Regions from separate parts of the Sus scrofa genome. Here region 2 is linked to region 1. The links are chromatin contacts, called in public HiChIP or PLAC-seq maps. All regions are on one chromosome and are shown on one strand. Each heading gives the region's core, a stretch centred on a gene start, on an enhancer-like site or on the middle of the called end of the contact. The rest is flanking DNA. Distances are from core to core; before and after follow the strand shown.

The links. HiChIP or PLAC-seq counts read pairs in DNA pulled down with a chosen protein or histone mark.
Region 2: a contact with region 1 is called in an H3K27ac HiChIP or PLAC-seq map of alveolar macrophages. The contact joins two enhancer-like sites. A contact is called at or near these places in 12 of 47 Hi-C or Micro-C datasets (blood, embryonic fibroblasts, fetal heart ventricle and 6 more) and 1 of 2 datasets of contacts at active chromatin or transcription factors (alveolar macrophages).

Annotation. Positions count from the first base shown.
Region 1 is chr6:85,201,219-85,208,244 of Sscrofa11.1, forward strand. No RefSeq gene overlaps it. Among named protein-coding and RNA genes, the nearest start is that of EYA3, 19 kb to the left of the region's middle. Within about 2 kb of position 3,728, at least 3 of the 83 cell types and tissues checked have an H3K27ac peak or open chromatin away from gene starts, as enhancers often do. A contact at or near this core is called in alveolar macrophages, where this site is marked.
Region 2 is chr6:85,287,098-85,294,123 of Sscrofa11.1, forward strand. It overlaps DNAJC8 (dnaJ homolog subfamily C member 8), which reads right to left. Exons shown (of 10, transcript XM_003356239.4): 4 at 4,834-4,890; 5 at 1,129-1,195; 6 at 507-601. Among named protein-coding and RNA genes, the nearest start is that of DNAJC8, 16 kb to the right of the region's middle. Within about 2 kb of position 3,809, at least 1 of the 83 cell types and tissues checked has an H3K27ac peak or open chromatin away from gene starts, as enhancers often do. A contact at or near this core is called in alveolar macrophages, where this site is marked.

The DNA of each region.
Region 1 (7,026 bases), core at 2,478-4,977:
CTCACTCCTTCTAGTCTTAGACCCAGATTGCTTTACTCAGTTACTCATCTAGTCCCTGAGGCAGCTCGGCTTTCAACACATTGAAAAAAGACACAAGGTTAGAAAATGTGAAATAATTGCTGGTTGTTCGCCATTATCATTTCCTTCTTTTTTCTACTAACAAAGCAAATATCAACTGAAGAACCAGCAGGGCATATTGCTGCCCAGCTTGGGATCATATTTCCTAGCCTCCCTTGCAACTAGTTGGGAGTGACGGTGCTCACCTTTGGAAAGTGACTAGAGTTGACAAGAGCATCAGTTCTTCCGCAGCATATCCTAAAAGGAATTGTTAACCATCTACTTCCCCTTTCCTTCCTTTCCCACAGGCTGAGCGTGCAGATGTAGTGGTGGAGAGCTTGCTTCAACAATGTCCTAGAAGGAGTTCCCGTCCTGGCTCACCAGAAATGAAGCTGACTAGTATCCATGAGGATGCAGGTTCGATCCCTGTCCTTGCTCAGTGGGTTAAGGATCCAGCATTGCCGTGAGCTGTGGTGTAGGTCGAAGACGTGACTTGGATCCCGTGTTGCTGTGGCTGTGGCATAGGCTGGAGGCTACAGCTCCGATTTGACCCCTAGCCTGGGAACCTCCATATGCCACAGGTACAGCCCTAAAAAGACAAAAAAAAACAAAACAAAAACAAAAAAACGAGAATAGGCCAGAGCAACAGGATAGAGGGAACCTGTGTCCTCAAATGACCACATGGAGCAGAGCCACTTACATCTGGACTCACTCTTGATCACTCTCTCTCACTCATATGCTTAAAGAAATGAAACAACTATTCAGCAAGATATATTTTTAAAGTCTCCTGTATTTTTAATCTCTTTATGAAAACAGCTACTCTGTTCCTCAACTAATACAGAAAACAAATTGCAATATACTTAGGATTGTCATTTAATAGTTAAAAAAAGGATTGGGAGCTAAGTTGAGAAACGAGAGGAGTCAAATAAGGGCAGAAATAGAAGATGTTTTCTTTTTTAAAATTTTTTTAAATTACTCAGTGAATTTATGGCATTTATAGTTGTACAATGATCATCACAATCCAACTTTATAGGATTTCCATCCCACAACCCCAGCGCACCCCCCACCCCCTAAACTGGGAGAAGGTGTTTCTCAAGGAGGTCTTGGAAGATACAAAGTCCTACATTACTGGGGGAGGCACGTGAACTATTAACAGGCAGGACCCTAATGAAGTTGTCAGAAGCCCTGCTAGGCTCTGATTTGCCTAGAATAGAGTCAGTATGCTTGGGGCTGAAGCTAAATACAAAGACCAGGGTGAAGCTGAATGGCGCAGCCTCACGTATGGCATGAAGCCCCGTGGTTCAGGAAGGGTCTGTGCACCTATGAACTAAGTGATAGGGCCATCAGTGAGGGCCTCTAGGTTGCAAGTAACAGAAGGCAACTCAGACTCTCTTAAATAAAAGTCAGAAATGATTTTATTAGAAGGACACTGAGGAGATGAAAGAATCTACGGAGGATCTTGACAGCCAAGACAGCCAGGAAAGGACAGGATCCAGGTAAGCTCTGGGAATCCCACTACCAGAAACTTCTAATTGTCCTACATCAGAATCACCTGGGGGTACAATAGATGCAATTCAAACACAGCACTAAAGATAGTCATCCAACCACAAGAGAAGAGAACAAAAGGAAAGAAAAAAGGCCAAGAGATAAAGGGTCAGAGAAAATCAGCAGAAACAAATCCAAAACAATTAACAAAAGGGCAATAAGAACATACATATCAATAATTACCTTAAATATAAATGGACTAAATGCTCCAACCAAAAGACATGGACTGGCTGAATGGATACAGAAACAAGACTCATATGTATGCTGTATAAAGAAGATGTGTGAAAAAAAAAAAAAAGAAGATGTGGGGGGGGTGTATATATATATATATATATATGTATACACACACACAATGGAATATTAGCCATAAAAAGAAATAAAATAATGCCATTTGCAGCAACATGGATGGGACTTAGATATACTAAGTGAATTTAAACAGTGAAAAATAAACATCATATGATATCACTTATATGTGGAATCTAGAAAAAGGTTAAAAATGAACTTATTGCAGAACAGAAACAGACTCACAGACTTTGTAAACAAACTTATGGTTACCAAGGAGACAGGTGGGGTGGGAGGAGGGGTGAACCGGGGATTCGAGATTGGTACATGCACACTGTATAGTGAATGCCTGGCCAATGGGGACCAGCTGTACAGCACAGAGAACTCTACCCAATCAATATCCTGTGATCATCTATATGGGTAAAGAATCTGAAAGAGAATGGATGTGTATATACGTGTAACTGAATCAGTTGTATAGCAGAAATTATCACAACTGGTAAATCAGCTAAATAAAAATTTTTTAAATGGGGGGAAAGAATCACCTGGAGGGCTTGCTAAAACACAGACTGCCTGGACCTGCCCCCAGAATTTCTGATTCAGTGGATGTAGGATAGCGCCCAGGATTTGTATTTCTAACAAGTTCCTAGAGGCTAATGATGTGTTCTAGGGACCACATAGGAGAACCACTTCTCTAGGTAAACATGTCAAATGACCCAGCACCAACTACCTTCCATCGCCAGTGTCTCCACTCAAGGTCCCAGAGTCTTGAGAAAGTCTAATTGACTCAGAGTTGAGTCATTCCTCTGGTCAGAGAGGTAGTGTCCTGTGATTGACAGTCCTGTGAGTATCGCATGGGATGGGGGGTGGGAGGGAAATTCCCCAAAGTAAGGAATGCTAGACAGACGAAAATAGATGTCCTCAAAGTGGTAACTGGCACGCTAAATGCACAGTTCTCTCCATCTGGAGCAAGATCTGCTGTAGCAGCTTCTCCTCTCAAAACAGAAAGTTCCAGAGGAGAGATTTAAAAAAAAAAAAAAGAAGAGGAGGAGTTCCCTGATAGCTCATAGGGTTAAGGATCCCACATTGTCACTGCTGTGGCATGTGTTCAGTCCCTGGCCCCCGAACTTCTGCATGCCATGGGCACAGCCAAAAGATAACTAAATAATTTTTTTTCCATTTTCTTGGGCTGCTCCTGCAGCATATGGAGGTTCCCAGGCTTGGGGTCGAATCGGAGCTGTAGCCACCAGCCTGCGCCACAGCAACAACCACGCAGGATCCCAGCCGGGTCTGCAACCTACACTACAACTCATGGCAACTCCGGATCCTTAACCCGCTGAGCAAGGCCAGGGATCGAACCCACAACCTTGTGGTTCCTAGTTGGATTCGTTAACCACTGAGCCACAATGGGAACTCCAAATAAACAATTTTTCAAAAAAAGAAAAGAGGAGTTCCCGTCGAGGCTCAGCAGTAACAAATCAGACTAGCATCCATGAGGATGTGGGTTCGATCCCTGGCCTCACTCAGGGGGTTAAGGATCTGGCATTGCTGTGAGCTGTGGTGTAGATCACAGATGCAGCTTGGATTGTGTGTTGCTGAGGCTGTGGTGTAGGCTGGCAGCTGTAGCTCTGATTCAACCCCTAGCCTGGGAACCTTCATATGCCCTGGGTGAGGGCCTGAAAAAACAAAAACAAAAACAAAAAAAACAAAAAAACAAAAAAAAAAAGGAAAGAAAAGAAAAGGAAAAAAAAAGGGGGGAGGAGAAGGTGGCCTTGTGGACCATTATCTTTATTCAGACCTCATTCTATTTTCCTGCCTAAGAGCGGAGACTCCTGCCCCCTAGAGGCGGGCAGTCAATTCCGAAGCAGCCTTGGTGACTTACAGAGCCCTGAGGAGACAGGAGACAGGCGACTACCCATGGCAAAATGTCATCATGCCTGCTGTAGCTTTTCTCAGCAGCAGAGAGTCCAGAACTAACAAATACTTCCCAAAAAGCCTACACATATTTTTGCATTATGTTTTACATGCTCACAAGGAATTTTTTCCTTCATAAAAACTTTGGTTTTTTGTTTGTTTGCTTTTTAGGGCTGCACCCATGGCATATGGAAGTTCCCAGGCTAGGGGCTGAATCAGAGCCATAGCCACCCGCCTACGCCACAGCCACAGCAACGCAGGATCTGAGCTGTGTCTGCCACCTACACCACAGCTCACGGCAACGCCGGATCCCTGACCCACTGAGTGAGGGCAGGGATCAAACCCTCATCCTCATGCCTACTAATCAGATTAATTTCCACTGTGCCGCAATGGGAATTCCCCAAAAAACTTTGTTGAGGAAAAAAAAATAGTAACCTAAGTAACCAAGCCTACAGTTAAGTCTAAATTGTTATCTATCAAATTGTCTTATGAGGTCCACCTGAGCTTATATGATAATTTAACATAGCACTATGGAGTGCGTTAAAAACATTGTGTTAATATTTACATCAATGACCAATGTAAGATGCCATATTAATGAGATAAAGGACAAAAAAGCACACAGTTATCTCCATAGATGCATAAAAAACATTTGACAGGAGTTCCCTTTGTGGCGCAGCAGAAACAAATGTAACTAGTAACCATGAGGTTGTGAGTTTCATCCCCTGGCCTGGAGCAGTGGGTTAGGGATCCCGTGTTGCTGTGAGCTGTGGTGTACGTCGAAAATGAGGCTCGGATCCCGCGTTGCTGTGGCTGTGGGGTAGGTGGGCAGCTGTCGCTCCCATTGGACCCCTAGCCTGGGATATGCCACAGGTGTGGCCCTGAAAAGCAAAAAAAAAAAAAAAAAAAAAATGCCCTTTGAAACAAAGGACCAAAAGTACATGATAAAAGATACTCAACAAGCCAGGAATAGAAGGGAACTTTCTCAACCTGATGGAAGTCATCTACAATGACTAGCATACTTAGTAGTGAAAAACTAAAAAACGGAATGTTTGCCCTTAAGCTCAGTTGTTAAGATTACTGGTTGCCAGGGCCTGGGTGGGAGGAGGGGAGGGGAATAGGAAGTAACTGCTAATGGTACAAGGTTTCTTTTGGAGGTAATAAAAATATTCTGAAATTAGGTAGTCACCGTGGTTGTACAACCTTGTGAATGAATGTACTGAAAACCACTGAATTTTTCACTTTAAAATGGTGAGTTTTGTGATTTGTTATATCTGGAATAACATTGTGATTAAAATTATATATATTTACACGGCAGCAACTAGTGATTGTGATTCTGTATAGCCGGAAGGAGAGGGCATCTCCTAATCCCTGGAAGATTGCTTGGGACAGAAGCAACAAGCTTGTATTTGTTACAATATTCTCTTTAATTTTCCAAAAACTGGTGGAAAGGGAACCCAGTCTAAAAAAAAAAAAAACAAAAAAAAAAAACAACAACACTGTACTTTTGGTCCTTTGTTTCAAAGGGCATTTTAATGAATGTTCAGTGGGTAAGCATCAGCCTGAGGTTTAGCCTGGGGTCTAGAAAAGAGAAGATAATATTTCGTGTTCTAAGTAAGAGTTTTAGAACAGACTGCTGGAGACTCCAGTGGAGCCAGAGAGACTGGAGGAGAGGGTAACAAGCTGATTCCCAAGAAAGGATTGAGCCAGAAAGAAATTCCTACTGGCAGTAGTGGCCATAAACCTTTAGAACAGTGATGTCTTATAGATATTGTTGGTGCCTATACCGTGCTGAACGTCTCCCTCTGTTTCACTAGAGCCTCAGCAGACCCTGCTAAGTATTAGGAATACTTGGAGAAATGAAGGAATCAGTAATATGTCCATGTTGACTGAAGAAAAAACGCACAACCTAAAAGTCAAGTGTTATTTATTCAGCGGACAAGACTGAGGACTTAAGCCAGGGACACAGCATCTCGGATGACTGAGAGACTGCTCCAAGGAGGCAAGGGAGAGCCAGGATATATGAGGGTTTTTGCAACAAAGACCAGGTAGTCGAAACATCAAAAGATTACTACTAATTGAAGAAAACCAGATATCTCAAGGAATTTAGCACTTTTCTATGTATCGGAAGAGATGCTGGGCTCTCATTTTCTTTATTTTTTTATTTTATTTTTTTGCTTTTTAGGGCCACGCTCACAGTATATGGAAGTTCCCAGGCTAGGGGTCAAACCAGAGCTGCAGCTGCCGGCCTATACCACAGCCACAGCAACACGGGATCTGAGCTGTGTCTTCGACCTACACCACAGCTCATGGCCAGATCCTTAACCCACTAAGCAAGGCCAAGGATTGAACCTGCATCCTCACGGATCCTAGTCGGTTCGTTAACAGCTGAGCCACAAAGGGACCTCCTCATTTTATTTAAATATGCACCTCAGCTGTCTGGGGTCAGTGTCCTGTGCTTTCTCCTTCTTAGTCTCCTCAGGGGACACCATCCAAGGGTGGCTGCAGCTGCTGACTGCTAGATGGAGGGCATCCTGTTTTTATCCTGAGTTCCCTCGGAGCTCACCATCTGGATGGCTGTAACATGATGGCTTGACGGCTGCAACATCCTTTGTTTACTGATGTGCAGGCAATATTTCTCACTCACATCAGAAGGGGCGGAGAGAAGCTGTGAGAAAAAATAGCACCACAGGGACAAGAGTAAAGTTGAAAAACAAACCTATGTGGGGGCCAGCCTGGGGGATGTGGCCCCAAGTCCATTTCGTCACTAAAATCACAAGAATTAGGGGGAGAGGGCCGGAGACCAAGTGGAGGGTGGTTTTGGTTACACGCATGATAAAAACTCAATTCAAAATTACTTAACCAGTAGGGAAATCATATTGTTTCCCGTAACAAGAAATCCTAGATTAGACTGGCTTCAGGACTGGTGAATCCAGCAGTTTAGCGATGACATCGAGGGCCCAGAGTTCTTTGCCTCTTGCTGCCCTGCTATTTGCAGCTTGTTGGCATACCTTCAGGCCACCATAGATCCAGCTCCCCAGTTGGCATATTAAAGTGAACCCATGTATTGATCAGAATGCTTTTGACTGCATGTGTCAGAAATCCAACCTAGATGAGCTTCAGGAAAATAGGAGTCCCAGGGGTCTTCAGGCATGTCTGAATCCAGGAGGGCCTCAGAACTTTCTTTCCATCTTTTGGTCTATTTGACTCTGCTTGGCTTCACTCTCAAACCAG
Region 2 (7,026 bases), core at 2,559-5,058, 86 kb after region 1:
GGTAATGCAAAAAAAATAAAGCCAGCTATAACTGAATTTATTTCAATTGAGTCTTCCCAACCCTGTTATTAATACAGACATTTACCTCCTATTTTAATTTTTTGTTAATTTACTCATATCCCCTTGTCAGCCTTTCTCAAGCCCATGTTTCAACCCTTTCACAGAGATAATAAAAATCCAGGGTCAAGCATCAGCATGGCTGCTCCACTTTTCCACTCTCTCTAAGGCAGTGTGACAACATGTGATGAAAAGGCAAGAAAAGCCTTCTTTCCACTACACGGGACTGGTAAGGCAAGAGTTAGGAGTGTTCGGGCCACAACTCATCCTGAGCTCTAGAGCTGAGTGCCGGCTCTAGGCACACACTACTCATGACACCACAGCACAGTGGTGGAGACCAGAGGAGTGGTCCCGCCAGTCAGACATTGCCATGTTAACGTTTACCCTCCTGCAAGGCTCCCAACCTTACTAATACTTCCTGTAAACACAGCAGCACTATAAATACTTACGGTGTGTTCCACGTATTCTTTTCCTGCCTGAATTACATCCAGGGCCCTCTTCTTTTGTTCCTGATCCAGTAGCAACTTGTAAGCTTTGTCCACAGCTAATGCAAAACATTGAAATTAACTGTTTCTGCAAACACCCTCTAAAAGTCTGAACTATACTCAGGCAGTGTAAATGGACTTGTGCCATCTAAAAACATTCCCTACTTTGTTAAATTATTTACTGTTGTTACACTCATTTAAAAACATACAGCTAAAGCATTGACTTTCCTTGAGAGCCTTGGGAAAAAATTAAATATACACTCAAGGCTAAATATACCACATCCAAATTTAATTCAGTGATCAAATGCTTCCAACTAACTATTTTTTTTATGTTCAAAGGAAGAAAAAAATGATCCTATACAATAACAGTCTCTGTTGGCACATAAAAGTTTTAACAAGGCAAAGTTAAGGTCTATTTCAAAACAGAAACATTTTGCTTAGGAATGACAACTGTTCTACTGAAGGCCTCAGCTTCTTCATGACCAGAAGACAAAACTAAAACATTCTTTTCTTGATCCAGGACTAGGAACAGTTAGTCCCTAGCATTGCTAATACATTACTCAGAAGCAGGTAAATTTACAAATACCTTCAAAAGCCTTTTGTGCTCTGTCAGCATCATCTTGATTTTTGTCAGGATGCACCAGTATGGATAGCTATAAGAGAAAGGTTTGTCAATAAGAACATGCAGTAATTCTGCGCCTGCACTGTCTCTTTACAATCAAAAGCCCTAGGTATTCTGACAAGCATTTTAAAAAATTAGTATCATAAAATGCCCAGAATTATTAGCCCTTAATAAAATTCAAGTACCGAAAGGTAAACGTACAAGTAGAAAACCTTTAGTTGAGAAAAAATGTAAGCCTAGCAATCAGGAGGATGTTGGGATAATTGGGGGGAGGGAGGGGAACAGAAAGTACCAAGTTCCTTTTATGTTTCTTATACTGAGCACTAAAGAGGATTAAACAGGTATGAGACAGCATCTCTCTCCTCAAAGAACTTCTGACATAAAGCAGTGGCTCTCAGTTCTGGCTCCAACCCTGTGAAGATTTTTAGGAATACAGAGGTCTACTTTCCAGCTTGAGACCTTCTGAATCAATCTCTAGCATCTGTACTTTTTAAGCCTCTACTAGACTTCATATCAGATGATAGTAAGGAATTAGTGTTAATTTGTTAGGTGTGACGAGTAATTATACAAGGAAATGTCCTTTTTTGTCCCCCCTTTATACGTAGGGTATAAGGAAGGTCCCAGCCGAGGAGTCAAATCAGAGCAGCAGCTGCAGGTTTAGGCCACAGCCAAGGCAATGCCGGACCCGAGCTGCATCTGTAACCTATGCAGCTTGCAGCAACACTGGATCCTTAACTGATTGAGCAAGGGCAGGGATTGAACTTGCATCCTCACAGACACTATGTTGGCTTCTTAACCTGCTGAGCTACAACAGGAATGCCAAGAAAATGTCCATTTTTACCTTGGCAGGATAACTGCTTAAGTATTTAGAGATAGAGAATCATGGTATCTGTAATTTATATTATAATGATTAATTGGCTACAAAAATTTATCAGTAATGAGCAGCGGAAACAAATCTGACTAGAAACCATGAGGTTGCGGGTTTAGTCCCTGGCCTCGCTCAGTGGGTTAAGGATCCGGTGTTGCCGGGAGCTGTAGTGCAGGTCACAGACACAGCTGGGATCCTGCATTGCTGTGGCTGTGGTGTAGGCCAGCAGCGATAACTCCAATTTGACCCCTAGCCTGGGAATCTCCACATGGCGCAGGTGCAGCCCTAAAATGCAAAAAAATATATATATAAATAATGAAGTAAACCATTGCATACAGATGAATATATGGGCATTCACTGATTTCTTCTTTCTTCGTTTTTTTTTGGCTGTGCCCACAGCATGCAGAAATTCCCAGGCCAAGGATCAAACCCATGGCACAGCAATGACAACATTGGATCCTTGACCAAGGAATCCCATTTTATTCTTTCTTTTTAAAATGTAATTAAAATTTCTTGGATTTCCCATCGTGGCACAGTAGAAACGAATCCAACTAGGAACCATGAGGTTGTGGGTTCAACCCCTGGCCTCACTCAGTGGGTTAAGGATCCAGCGGTGCCATGAGCTGTGGTGTAGGTCACAGATGGGGCTCGGATCTGGCGTTGCTGTGGCTATGGCTTAGGCCGGCAGCTATGGCTCTGATTAGACCCTTAGCCTGGGAACCTCCATGTGCCACAGGTGTGGCCCTAAAAAGAAAAAATAAAATAAATAAAATAAACTAAAATAAAATAAAATTTCTATCATAAAAAATTTTAAAAACAAAAACCCCCAAGGTAACTCTTTCAGACAGCCTGGGTTAAGACCACAGGTGACTCTTTCAGACAGCCTAGGTTAAGAACCACTGACCTACTCTCACCGATAAAAACAGTGCGAAAAGAGGGACTACGTTCGGGGAGGACAGCAAGTGGGAATCTAAGGCTAAATCCAGCATGACTAGAGCCTGAATCCTGGGTTCTAATTCCAACTTCAATCACCTACTAGCTGTGAGACCTCAAGCAATTCACTTAATCTAGCTCTGCCCCAGTTTCCTCCTTTGTAAATGGGACAATACTATATACCTATATCTCACTGTGTTGTTACAAGGACGAAACAAGATAATGCAAGTAAAGAACTTACTGTCTAACACGCACTAACAATAGCACATGAAACGGACATACCATATGCCAAGACCTAGTATAAGTGCGGTATGTGCGCTACACCTCATGCAAATCCTTACACCAACCCTAGATGGAGTCACCATCATCATGTGCATTTTACAAATAAGTGCATTTTACAGGGCACAGAAAGGTTAAGAGTAACTTGCCAAAGCTCACACTGCCTGTAAGATGTACAGCCAAGACTGACACTCAAGCCATACAGCTCTAGCACCCACGTTCTTAACTACCTGGCCGGATTAATGACTAAATAAGAACGTAGTTACTGAGTTATTTGTATGATTACATAAAGATCTTAAAAGTTTTGACTATGAATTTGAATGATTGCTCATTTAATTGGGAAAGACCTCTAATACATTATATTTGAAAACCTGAAATTTCAGGAAAAGGTAAAAAAGTTAAACACAAGTCCAGAGTGTAACTCAGGAAGAAAAAAAGCTATCAAGTTATATAATGGGAAATGATTGAGTAGGCAAAGATAAAAAACACCTTGGCTTAATAGTAGATCAGAAGTGATTATGAGTCAGCAATGTGGGGGCAATGACTGTACTGAACGAGCAACCACCAACACTGGATATTAACAAGTCTGTCATGCAGGCGCTGAGAATTAGAGTCAGCACTGGTCAGGCCCTATTAAAATAGGAAGTACATAAGAGATATGCTAAGGAAAAAAATTTTTTTAAAGACATGAAATACAGAGAAAATCCAATTTGCAAAGGGCTAGGGGGTTGCTCAGCTATCAAAACTGAAAGAGTGTTTTTAAAAAGGCTACTGGGAGTTCCCAGCATGATGCTGCAGAAAGAAATCTGACTAGGAACCATGAGGTTTGCAGGTTCAATCCCTGGCCTTGCTCAGTGGGTTAAGGATCTGGCGTTGCCATGAGATGTGGCATAGGCCGGCAGCTACAGCTCTGATTAGACCCCTAGCCTGGGAACCTCCATATGCCCCGGGTACAAAAGACAAAAATAAATAAATAAAAGTAAAAAAGGCTACTAATATGTAAACCAGCTATAATGAAAAAAAAATAATTATATAAAAAATGAAAAAAAAAGGCTACCATAAAACTTTATAGCATGAGTTATTAAATATTAGAAAAGGCAAGAATCAGAGGTTATAGATCTCCTTTCCTAGAAAATTTTCAGAAAGCATTCTTTATATTAAACCAAGTATCTTCTGAGTATTCATATGTAAGTTTGCAGAGGACAGAATTATTGAGGAATGAGATCTCAAAACCAGAAAACTATTATGAATTGTTTAACATGTTCTCCCCTAGAAGCTAGGGCATTTGCTAAGAATGATTCCATGTAAGCTCTATTATTCCACTTTGTACTTCTCCCACAATTAAGGGGATGGAAAGATTCTATTTGGATATAAAATTCATCCTTTTCACAGGTAAGCTATAGTCATTAAATTGTTTAAGATTTTTACACCACTGTAGACTTTTTAAAGAGTTACATAGCCTTTAAAAAAAAGGGGAGGGGGTTAAATTTTGGCCAAAAAGTCATAATAGCAAGTCCTAAGAGAATCACATGCTTAGTACATTTTCAAAAGGTTCAAACTCCATCTATTACAGGAACATAGTACCATACCTGCCGAAACCTCTTTTTTATTTCTTCATCTGTCACTTCAGGATCTATCTGAAGAACCTGGAAGAATCAAAATCAAAACTGTAAAAGAGATTTTAAAAATTTATAAACTTAAGACATGCTCAATAATTATACACATTATAATTAGTATCTAGAACAGTACTCAGCCTTCTAGAATAATGCCTGGCATATAGTTCTAAAAAATGTTTAAGAAATATAAATGAGTAAGCCAATAACAAAATAGTAGCTATAGTGTTTTAGGGTTTTCTATTAATACAGTGGTTATATTTACTCCATCAGAAAAATAATATACTACCCTACACCCAGGGATATGTTTCCAGACCATGAGAAAAATGTTCCATTCTCCTTCATTCATTAAGAAAAGTACCCACCCCCCACTTATCTTTGTATATGCAGACAACGCATAGCAACTCAACAGGGAAATAATTAGGCTGGCAACCTTTCGTCTCAATCCAAAAATGCCCACTTGGCTCCACTTTATATCTATAACTTACATGGCCCAATGGTTCCCAACCCAGAGTAGGAATCTGAGAGCAATGCCTGGGGCTCACTGTAGGAAAGTCTAATTCCACTACAGCCATGCAACTCTGAACACGCCAGATCTCATCTGATCTTGGAAGCTAAGCAGGGTTGGGCCTGGTTACTACTTGGATTGGAGGAAAATCTGATTCCAGCTCAGTAAAATTGGGGTACAACCAAATGGCAGGAAAGTCTGTATTTTTTAGCAACACTGTTTTAAAAATAATTTCATCATTCTTCTCCAAACCTGGATATCCTAGTGTTGATATTCCTCATCAAGGATTCTGATCACAGCACCAACAAACACGTTAATTCAAACATTTATACAGTAGCTACTACTTGCTGAACATGCTGCTATGCACAAGAAATGCAAAGACAAGTAAACATGGGCAACACTTTTTTAAATTACTAAATAGCAAGAATTTTTTTAAAGAAAGGATTATCGGAGTTCCCTTCGTGGTGCAGAGGAAACGAATCCAACTAGGAACCATGAGGTTGTGGGTTCAATCCCTGGCCTTGCCTCATGGGTTAAGGATCTGGTCCTGCCGGGAGCTGTGGTGTAGGTTGAAGGCACGGTTCAGATCCCGAGTTGCTGTGGCTGTGGCTGTGGCTGATTAGACCCCTAGCCCGGGAACTTCCATATGTCTCAGGTGTGGCCCTAAGAAGCAAAAATAATAATAATAACAATAATAATAATAATAATAATAATAATAATAATAAAGAAGGGATTATTATAAACTATACATTTAAACCACATGGTTTCATAGCGTAGTCCACAGATTCAACCTAACGCCAATTATTTATTTACTTAGTATTCAAGGTGCAAGGAAGGCAAAGAAGGGCAAAGGGTGAGAAGGCCTGTTAGAAATTTAGATGAGTGAGTAAACCAGCTATAATGAAAAAAAATTTTTTTAATTAAAAAATAAAAGAAATTCAGATGTGCAGGCCTCATTTCAGTGTGACTAAATCAGAACCAACATTTCAACAAGATCCCCAGATGATATGAATCCTGCTAAAGTTTGAGACGCACTGCTAAGGCATGATGAGGTCAGAAATAAGTGCATTTGGGAGTTCCCGTGATGGCTCAGAGGAAATGAATCTAGTAACCATGAGGTTTCCGGTTCGATCCCTGGCCTCGCTCAGTGGGTTAAGGATCTAGCGTTGCCGTGAGCTGTGGTATAGGTTGCAGACACGGCTCAGATCTGGTGTTGCCGTGGCTGTGGTACAGGCCGGCAGCTATAGCTCCGATTAGACCCCTAGCCTGGGAACCTCCATATGCCCCGAGTGCAGCCCTAAAAAGACAAGAGACAAAAAAAAAGAAAGAAAGAAAGAAGTGCATTTGAGGTTAGCAGAACTGACCATCAGTAATTAAGGGGCACAAAGAAAAAAAAAGAAATCTTGAAATGAAAAATACATACCAAGTACAGCAGAAATTTGCACAACATTGTAAATCAACTTAATAAAAAATTTTTTTAAAGAAAAATACATACCAAAGAAATTAAAACTCAAAAGTAATCAGCCAAGCTTACTCAGATGTCACAGGCTTAGAAAAACTTGACAAGTAATGTCAAGATTTATAGCAAGCTTTTACCACATTCAAACAGCAATAGAGTTACTGGTAGGCAATGAATCTGAATCATCCCTGCAGTCAGTAGA